2 separate regions of the Zea mays genome follow, and region 2 is linked to region 1. The links are chromatin contacts, called in public Hi-C maps. All regions are on one chromosome and are shown on one strand. Each heading gives the region's core, a stretch centred on a gene start, on an enhancer-like site or on the middle of the called end of the contact. The rest is flanking DNA. Distances are from core to core; before and after follow the strand shown.

Region 1 (4,261 bases), core at 1,739-4,238:
CAGCACTGCAGAATAAAAAGTATTCGAGAACTATTAAGGATGTTGGCCATGAATATTACAATATTGAAACAAACAAAATAACAAGAGGGAAAACAAACTAAATTAAACGATATAGTTAAGGTAAGAACCTGGGATATAGAAAGCTCGTTTTTTCAGAGCTATTCTTGTAATCCTTCAGAAGTTGAGGATGGTACTGCAGTATCTCCAGGAATATAAGTTCCTTGACGTCCTCTTCGGTAAACTTTTCTTCAAACTCAAATTCCATTTTCGGAATTGGCTGACAGGATGGTTCCCTCTCCACTTCCCCAATGCCTTCAAAATAGGGATCGGCCAACGCCTGGTCATGTATACAGCACAATTATTGTTGTTAGAATATAATCCTGCAAATCAACCCAAATAACCGCAGCGCAAACATAAAACCTATGTTTCATTATGACACACCTACCTCTTCAGCCGTTGGTCGGTCCTTAGGATCAAATGCTAGAAGCCTTTGTAAGAGCTTGAGAGCCGAAGGATCTGCACCAGGGAACTTCTCTGAAAAGGGTATTGGTTGTTTCCTCATGCAGCTCAGAAACTTCCTTGCTTTCTCATTTTGAATCTGTGGACAGAAGAACAAAAACATTCAGGATTTACCATATATGCCCGATACGGAACGTGACCCAATATTACCAAAAATAATAAAATCATACCTGTGAAATAGTATCTGTTGATGGTGTGCCCAGGAGATTAGTCATCAAAGTGAACTGGTGAAACACATTTTTACCAGGGAATAAGGGCTCCCCAGTCAAAATCTCTGCAAAAATGCAGCCAATGCTCCACATATCAATAGCCGGTGAATACTGCACAAGAGAAACAACTTAGTAATTAATATTGTCAGGATAACTTAGGCATTTCAAACTAAACATTGAAGGCGAAGGAAACAAAAAATAGACCAATAAGACTTGACAAAACAACAGTATGAAGAAAAAAATGAGTACCTTGCTGAAGAAAGATCCACATAGCTCAGGAGCCCTGTACCATCTAGTAGCAATGTAGTCCTGCAATCGTTTTAGGGCAGACATTGGGCTTAAGTTCGAAGTAGGATCCTTTGATGCCGAACACACTAAGTCAATAATGTTGCTCGTAACGCATAAGAGGCTTCAATAAAATATGATACTGTGAATCTCACAATAGTAGCACTGTAAAAATAACATACCGTGCAGAAAACTGTGGTTGGAGAGTCATCAAACGCGACCCTTGCTAGCCCAAAGTCACATATTTTGAGTTTGCAGTCAGCATTTAATAATATATTTTTTGGCTTTAAATCCCAATGATAAACATTAGCTGCAGAAAAACAAGCCAGTCAAGCATTAGCTCGTAGCCACTCTGTGATAGGTGTCAAGTAAATGCATGTAACATACTGGACCGTTTGGATCTGAGGAATTGAAATTTACTTCATAAAGTAGTCTATTTAGCTTGGAATATGATATTCCATCACTTTCCAAAGCTTAGATATAAGCTATCTTAAATTCATGGTGTGCAGAATGTAAAATGATTTTTTGTTTTAGCGGAATATGTTAAGACCCTAAAACTTATAAGACGGTCTTCGACTCACTTCTCTATAGTAAAAAAAATGTAGCACATAAATATCTCTCACATATTGTTAATAATAGTATACAAATATATTTAGCATAAAATCATATTAGCTTAATTGATATTTGCCTAAATTGCTATTATTAGAATGTAATTAAATTAGAAGAAACCAAACGGGGCATAAGTGAAATCAGCGCTAGCAGAATTTAAATAAGGATTTAAACAAAAGAAACGAAAAAGATCTGATAGTAATTATCTAAGGTACACGTACACTTTCATCTAATAGGCACAGGGGATGTCAATAAATTTCATCCCCCCTTAGAACATAAAGAAAGCAGCACATCACACCGTCAATGTGCATTGATCAGAAGACCTTTGAGGCTGAGATAAGGAAATCGTTAGAGGCGTGTGCGTACCAGCATGCATATACTTCAACGCACGCAGCATCTGATAGAGAAAGTACTGGTGGTGCTCTGTCGTCAGGTCAGGGTTAGCCTTGATAACCTGGTGAAGGTCGGCCTCCATCAATTCAAACACGACATAAATGTCTTTGTAGTCCCTCCTAGCCGGAGGCAACATGACATGCTTGATCTCGACAATGTCAGGGTGTCGTAACAGCCGGAGCAGCTTGATCTCCCGGAGGGTCCTGGCGGCGTCGGACAGGTCATCGAAGACGCCTCCTATTTTCTTGATCGCGACCTTCTCGCCGGTGCGCCGGTCAATAGCTGAGCAAACGACCCCGTAGCTGCCTCTGCCGATGATCTCTTGGGGTATGTATCTGTCGGCGTCGCTGAAGGACTCCATGTCTGGTGGGTTCTGCGAGTTTTGGTAGATGGGGACGGTAAGAGATCACCGATGGTAATGATAACTAGGCAGCAGTCGGCTCGTAGGATTTATATATACGTAGTAGTCCGTAGTAGTCCGTCCACAAAATGAAGGAAATAAATAAATACTCCTGCGGCTTGGATTAGGAAGATTGGATAAACATACATACCCAAGTCACGCGAATCCAATACCAGCGTCGCGTGGTACTCCTGCCGCGTATATCGGTTGGCGTCAAAACAACAACCGTATTTTTCGGGGATCTGAAACTGAAAACCTAGTAGCTTGCTTCGGACTCTGGGGAGGACTAACAACTCGTATCTCTTAATCTCTATCGCGCTGCAAGCAAGCAACTCAGGATCAAAACCCAAATCCATCCTTTCCTGCCGATGCCAAAATCCGGAGAGGCCGCATCCTTATCCAGCCAGTCGTCCCATACGAGCGTTGTCGATGGCACCAACACCGGGCGGCAGAGAAGAGATAAGAAGCAACCTTTCCACGCTCTGGAACCGACCTCCCCGCCTTCTTCCTCTGCTCCGCCTGCGCCAGCGCGCCGGCATTGACCTCCGGCATCGCCAACCCCTGTCGCCCCAATCCGCAGGCAAGGAGGGGGAGAAGAGTGGGCGGCGGAGGAGCAGAGGCGGCGTCCCCTTGGGTTACTTGGGGCTTGGGGCTGTTTGTTTCAGCTTTTTTCTGACCAGATTTTTTGAAAATCTGGCTGTAGGGAGAATCTGACTGTGGAGAGAATCTGAGTATCATTACGATTACGTGTGGGGGAAGACAAAGTTGTTCATAGGACTCAAGATCTAGAAAGTGACGGATTCCTACTATTACAACGACTCAACCGATTATGTGTTTATGTTGATTTTGAATGGTTTTTGTTCCAACGAATTTTATAGAAGCTGGCTCAAAAGCTGAGCGTTTGGTAGTCCGCAGCAGCTTTTGATGGCCAGAAGCTGTCAGAAGCCGAAACAAACAGGGCCAATATGTGCGCGGTGCAGCAGGGTGGCGTGGGTGTGTGCGCGCGTGAAACAAGTCGAGGGAGATGCGCGTGGACGGTCCTGCCCTTGCCCTCTCCGGCGACGGCGAGCGGCTGAACTGCGGCGATGGCGCGCGCCGTTAGGCGAATATTTCATCATGGTCAGCGAGATTCTCTACTTTATTCAACAATTCTCCGCGGTCACAATTACTCTATATATCTACCCTATACCCCACACTATTCTATCCCCTCCCAGCCCCCACCGCGCCTGCCACTGTGCCCGGGCCCACCTCCACCGCGCCTGCCTACCACTGTGTACGTTGTGCCATGCAAAGAAGATGAGAGAGACTATAGAGTTGGGCGGAAGAGTGCGCTAGATTTAGAGTTTTCCCAGCTACTGTTGCATTTAGCGTCGGGCTGAAGTTTCCCCGCTGCAGCACATTTGTTGACTCTATACCTTTAGAGTTGTGTTTACCGTCCGTGGCTGCGGACAGCCTTAGTCTCGACCTCTCGGTGACAATTGCATACTTCGCAGTTGGCACTTGGCACTATAGCCAACAACTAATGCGTAATCATATCATTTGTGTGTATCACATTTAACGCTTACATCCACCATAATCTCGGGTAGATTTTAAAAAAACCTAACCAATCATAATTATGTCTACAGTTAGTGGACTAAGAGACTCGTTTGTATACTTGCACATAAGACCTGATTGCACATAAGAAGCTAAGCTAAAAACAGTTTTTAATTGTTTAATTACGTCATATCCTTATTGGTTTCATGTAATTTATATCTATTGCCCCGTTTTTAAAACTAAAGGAAAGGTATGTTAGTAATTATGTGTTGGGGGCCTTCGGCTTCCGAAGGTCCTCAAAAACATGATTTGA
Region 2 (4,597 bases), core at 482-2,981, 340 kb after region 1:
AAGATAGTGGTGTTTCAGTTTGTTCATGCTACCAACATGGCCAGCTACCTTCAGCTTGGTGTCATATTGGGTACCACAGTGACCATGGTCTCAATTGAAGAACAATCATATAACAGTTTAAACCTTTTCTATCAACTTGAGGACAAGTTGAGTTTCAAGGAGAGGAGAATGTCAAGTATCTAGATTGGAATGGCAGCTCATCTACACAAGATGCACATGAGACGATAGATGATTGTTTGCTCTGATGATCAAGGACTCACTGAAACACAAGCAGCGAAGGATGGTGTAGTCGGAGGAAAGCATGCAAGTTCAAGAGGAGGAGCGCAACACAACACAACACATATTTGGGCCTGGATGGGATGTGTAATGCCCTGCTGACCTGACCTGTAATATCATAGTTAAAGCATACTACACTGAACAGAGAATACACATCGAACAAGAGAACACTAATCCAATTCTGCGTCTATCTACTCCATTTGCTTCTACTTCCCCTTCCCCATGACATCAGCGACGACCGATCAATCCCCTACCTGACGACGTCGCTAACAAGTATGCGTCGTACCATCCGAGCTTGTTTGAGAGATAAGGGAATGAAGAGGATTAAAGCATCTCCAAGTGTCTTTCTAAATACCACTCTTTAAATTATCATTTGGAGGGTCATTTGCATAAAAAACGCTTTCTAAATATTTTTAATATCCAACAACATTTGCATATCTCATTTGGACTCTAGAGAGTCATTCACGTTTTACTATATTTGGCTAGCGAGAAGCCCGAAATAGAAGATGTTTATATTTGGATAGCCATTTAGATAAGCTGCTGGAGGATATTTTTTTAACAAAAATCTATATTTATATAGATTAGGAAGAATATAGATAGCCTTTTGGAGTTGCTCTTAAAGAGCTTAAAATCTCCTTCGTATTTAAAATTGAATAACAATATAATTTTAACTTCTCTAATCTGCTCCAGTTCCCTTGCTTCCAAACACAACTCCATCCAGAGGCAGGGAAACAGTTAGGACGTGTTTGGCAACAATGTTTTTCAATGGTATTTTTAGAGCTGCCAAAACTATGTATTATCATAACAATTGTAAATCATAGTATTGTAAAACTATGATTTTAAGAAATTATTATTCGGATACAATATTGTAAACCATGATATTAGACAAAAAGCTAGCCATGCCATAAAAACTTTAGGTTTAAATGGAATTTTCAATACTCTAAAAATACTATGTTATCTAGAATACCACGGTTTCGAAAACACCGTTTTCTGAAACAGTTCGTGCCATAAAATACGGCGGTATAATCTAAAAACATGATATTGTATAGGAAATATAAAAATACTAATCTCAAACATGAGTACATGACCTTAGAGCATCTCCAACAACGTGACCTATAAAAATGCCCTATAATTTGAAAATAAGTATATTTTATAGAATTTAGGGCACCAACAAAACACCCCGCTCCAACAGTAAAGCCCTAAATCTAGATTATAGAGCAGCCCACTACGGTGTAGTATATTTGAGTCACTTGAGAGGGTGCCCTATAGTTTTTTGATAAAAATTTATAAAATAAGGCACTGTTGGGGTAGTTTTTCCTGTGTAGAGCCTAATATTTCAATTTAAGGCACTAGTTTGAGGCATTGTTGGAAATGCTATTATGTTGCGTGAATACACCCTGCATCCTTTCGTCAAGCTATATAAATTTGGCCGCAGGGAATGAGGGAGGGCCGGAGGGGGAAGGGTTTTGGAATTAGGCCGCCGGACGCCGTTGCGTGGGAGAGAGCAAAGTGAACCAGGCCGAAACCGAAGCTACCGCCACGACCACCACCCGCGCCCACTGCAGCAACGCCGGACCCTCGTCTCCCTGTCCCCGACTACCAGGAGGAGATCCCGGCGGCGAGGATGAGCGGCGGCGGTGCCGGAGGGAAGGGGGCGGCGGCGCCCGTCCCGGCCGGGTCGAGGAAACTGGTGCAGTGTCTCAAGGAGATCGTGAACCGACCCGAGGCGGAGATCTACTCCGCACTGCGCGAGTGCGGCATGGACCCCGACGAGGCGGTCAGCCGCCTCCTCTCCCAAGGTCCGTGGCACGGCTTGCGCTGTCCTCTCCTCAGTCCATCAGTCCCACGATTCCTTGCCTGTTTAGCTGTTCGTTGTAGGGCGCGTTGCTACGGTTTAGACGGGTCCTAGACCAGCAGGCTCTCGTCGATCTGGGCGATTCGTCGACGTGAAGGTTGTAGTCTGAGCGCGCTGCCCGATTAGTGAGAATCGGATGCACCAGTATTGTTTCTCCCCCCTTTAACCCTCGAGTTCATACTTGGTTTAGTTATCTTTCAAGTCACTATATCAGATAGTAGTGTTAGATGTTGGAGTCTGTAGTAGTATTAGATGTAGGGAACGTATCTGGTGCTCAAAGGGGTACGGTGCTCATGTGCATATTTTAAATCTGGTGCATCCATTTCGCACCTAACAGCAGCACCAGTTTTGTGAAGAACCCCTTCCACCTTCCTCTCTCCTGGTGTGAGGGGTTCTTCGTAAAATTGCTGGTGTCGTTGAATACAAGATGGATGCACCAGATTTAAAATGTGCACATGAGCACCGTACCCCTTTGAGCACCAGATACGTTCCCTTAGATGTAGGAGCTGTGACTGCTGTCACAGTTGTCCACTATCCATTTAGGGTTTCTATTTCAGATTTCCTGGAAATGCTATTAGTGGTAAGGACTAAGGAGTTCCCTGTCGGTTCCTCTGTTTGTGTTGTGGTGCCAGCCAATCATTTCAAGAACACTCAGACTTTTTTGTGGTTGTCGCTTCCTAGAGGATTTACTTTTCTCTAGTGGGATGTGATGATAGCATGGACAATGTTTGGACACTTGAAGCTTGGGAGAAAGTAAGGATGCAACGATAGCATGGACAATGTTTGGACACTTGAAGCTTGGTAGAAAGTAAGACAAGTTGCTGTATTAAGCTGAGACTTTTAGTGTTTCAATGCAGGAGGCAAACAGAAATTGGTTTAAGTGGATTGATTTGTGTTTTGTACTAGTTAGGACTTAGGAACTGGATTTGGAAAGGATGGTGGCGGTAGGTTTAGATAGTTTGTTGGGACAAAAAAGCTGTGGTACTCTTAGCTACCAGGTTTGAAAAGAGTGGAGCCTTTAGACTGGGATATGATGTTTGAACTCCTGCTCTTCTATATTCAGTCTCATGTCCGCTAGTCATAAAATTTAGAGGAAGGTGTTTATGTACTAGGTGGATGAAGATGCTAATCAAAGCAATGTGGTTGAAGTGGCATCAAACAACTGATGTTCTATGTGACAAGAGCGTACCACAGAAGCTAAAAGGCAAGTTTTATAGGACGACGATTATATGTGCTCAAAGTTTTGCTAGGCGCTAGGCGGAATCTAGGCGATGACCCTTAGCCTAGAGACTAGTCCAGCCTAGGCTTGCCTAGGCGATGCTAGGCGTTTTTCTAGGCGTTTTGCCAACTTATATAATATATACATATATACATTTATAGATAAAAAATAGGGAAGGATCAGTAGACATACCTTTTGTCCTTGCAGATCTGCTGATCACTGAATCCTCAAGCACTGCTGCAATAGAAGTGGACAACACTTTTAGATGCAATTGGGCATCAATACAAGTGATAAAAAAATAGGAAATAGCAAGTTAGGTACTTATCTGAGGTCTGACCCTTCTCCCATCCATTAAGTACTGATCAGCACCATAGGATAGCCTTTAGAAATCACAAACATGAAGGGACAGCAGGCAGTAACACATATAAAATGCAGCAACACGAAATAAAATAACAAGCGCATGCGCATGATTCAGTTCTCACAAGCCACAACACAAAACACAAGCGCACAACAGGAGTTCTAAGTTCACAAGTTAAAGATACATGGATGCATAATAAAAGCTAAAACAAGAACCCCATACTCCCATCCCACATCATAATAAAAGATACATTTGCTTGTCACACAGTATGCACTTTACCTTGTCCTTATTGTTTACATCAACAAGAACCCCATACTCCCATCCCACATCATCTGAATTTCTTCTAAGGACACTAACTCCCTCTGGTGCACTTGCAGTTTCTTCAGATTGACCCTCTGTCATCTGAGTTCAAGCCATCATATGTGAATCAGTGAATAACAGATTAACAGAGGAGAGAAGCAGGGGAGGAGGAACATACAGACCTTCTCTGCCGGGGAAGAACCAGGGGAGTTCTCTGTCTCTGTCGGCGAAGAACAGGGGAGAAGAGAAGCAAGCAGCAGGGCAGAGGATGTGCAGCAGGGCAGTGTCGGCGAAGAACAGGAGAGAAGAAGCAAGCAAGCAGGAGCAAGCAGGCAGGGGAGTTCTCTGGCGGCGGGGGCTTCTCTGGCGGCGGCGGCTTCTCTGGCGCCCGGCGGAGAAGGAAGCAGGGAGGGGGTCTCCGGCGACCGCGCAATCAGGCTATTTCCCTCCCGCGCAATCTGCCTTTCCCTACCGCGCGCACTCTATTTCCCTCCCGCGCGCGCTCTATTTCCCTCCCGCGCGCTTTCCCGCTCGCGCGCTATTTCTCTCTCGCAGTCCCGCGCGTTCCAGCTCGCGCGCGCGCCTAGCC

What was found. A called contact is a pair of places that touch in the nucleus more often than the background predicts.
Region 2: a contact with region 1 is called in a Hi-C map of endosperm, with 2.3 times the contacts expected there. The contact joins the promoter of LOC101027201 here to the enhancer-like site in region 1. A contact is called at or near these places in 5 of 25 Hi-C or Micro-C datasets (endosperm and leaf).

What each region holds. Positions count from the first base shown.
Region 1 is chr8:71,882,578-71,886,838 of Zm-B73-REFERENCE-NAM-5.0, forward strand. It overlaps the pseudogene LOC103635340. Among protein-coding and RNA genes, the nearest start is that of LOC100277777, 72 kb to the left of the region's middle. Within about 2 kb of position 2,989, at least 5 of the 20 cell types and tissues checked have an H3K27ac peak or open chromatin away from gene starts, as enhancers often do. A contact at or near this core is called in endosperm, where this site is marked.
Region 2 is chr8:72,225,937-72,230,533 of Zm-B73-REFERENCE-NAM-5.0, forward strand. It overlaps LOC101027201 (GBF-interacting protein 1), which reads left to right and starts at 1,732. Exons shown (of 10, transcript NM_001279811.2): 1 at 1,732-2,075. The coding sequence starts at 1,901.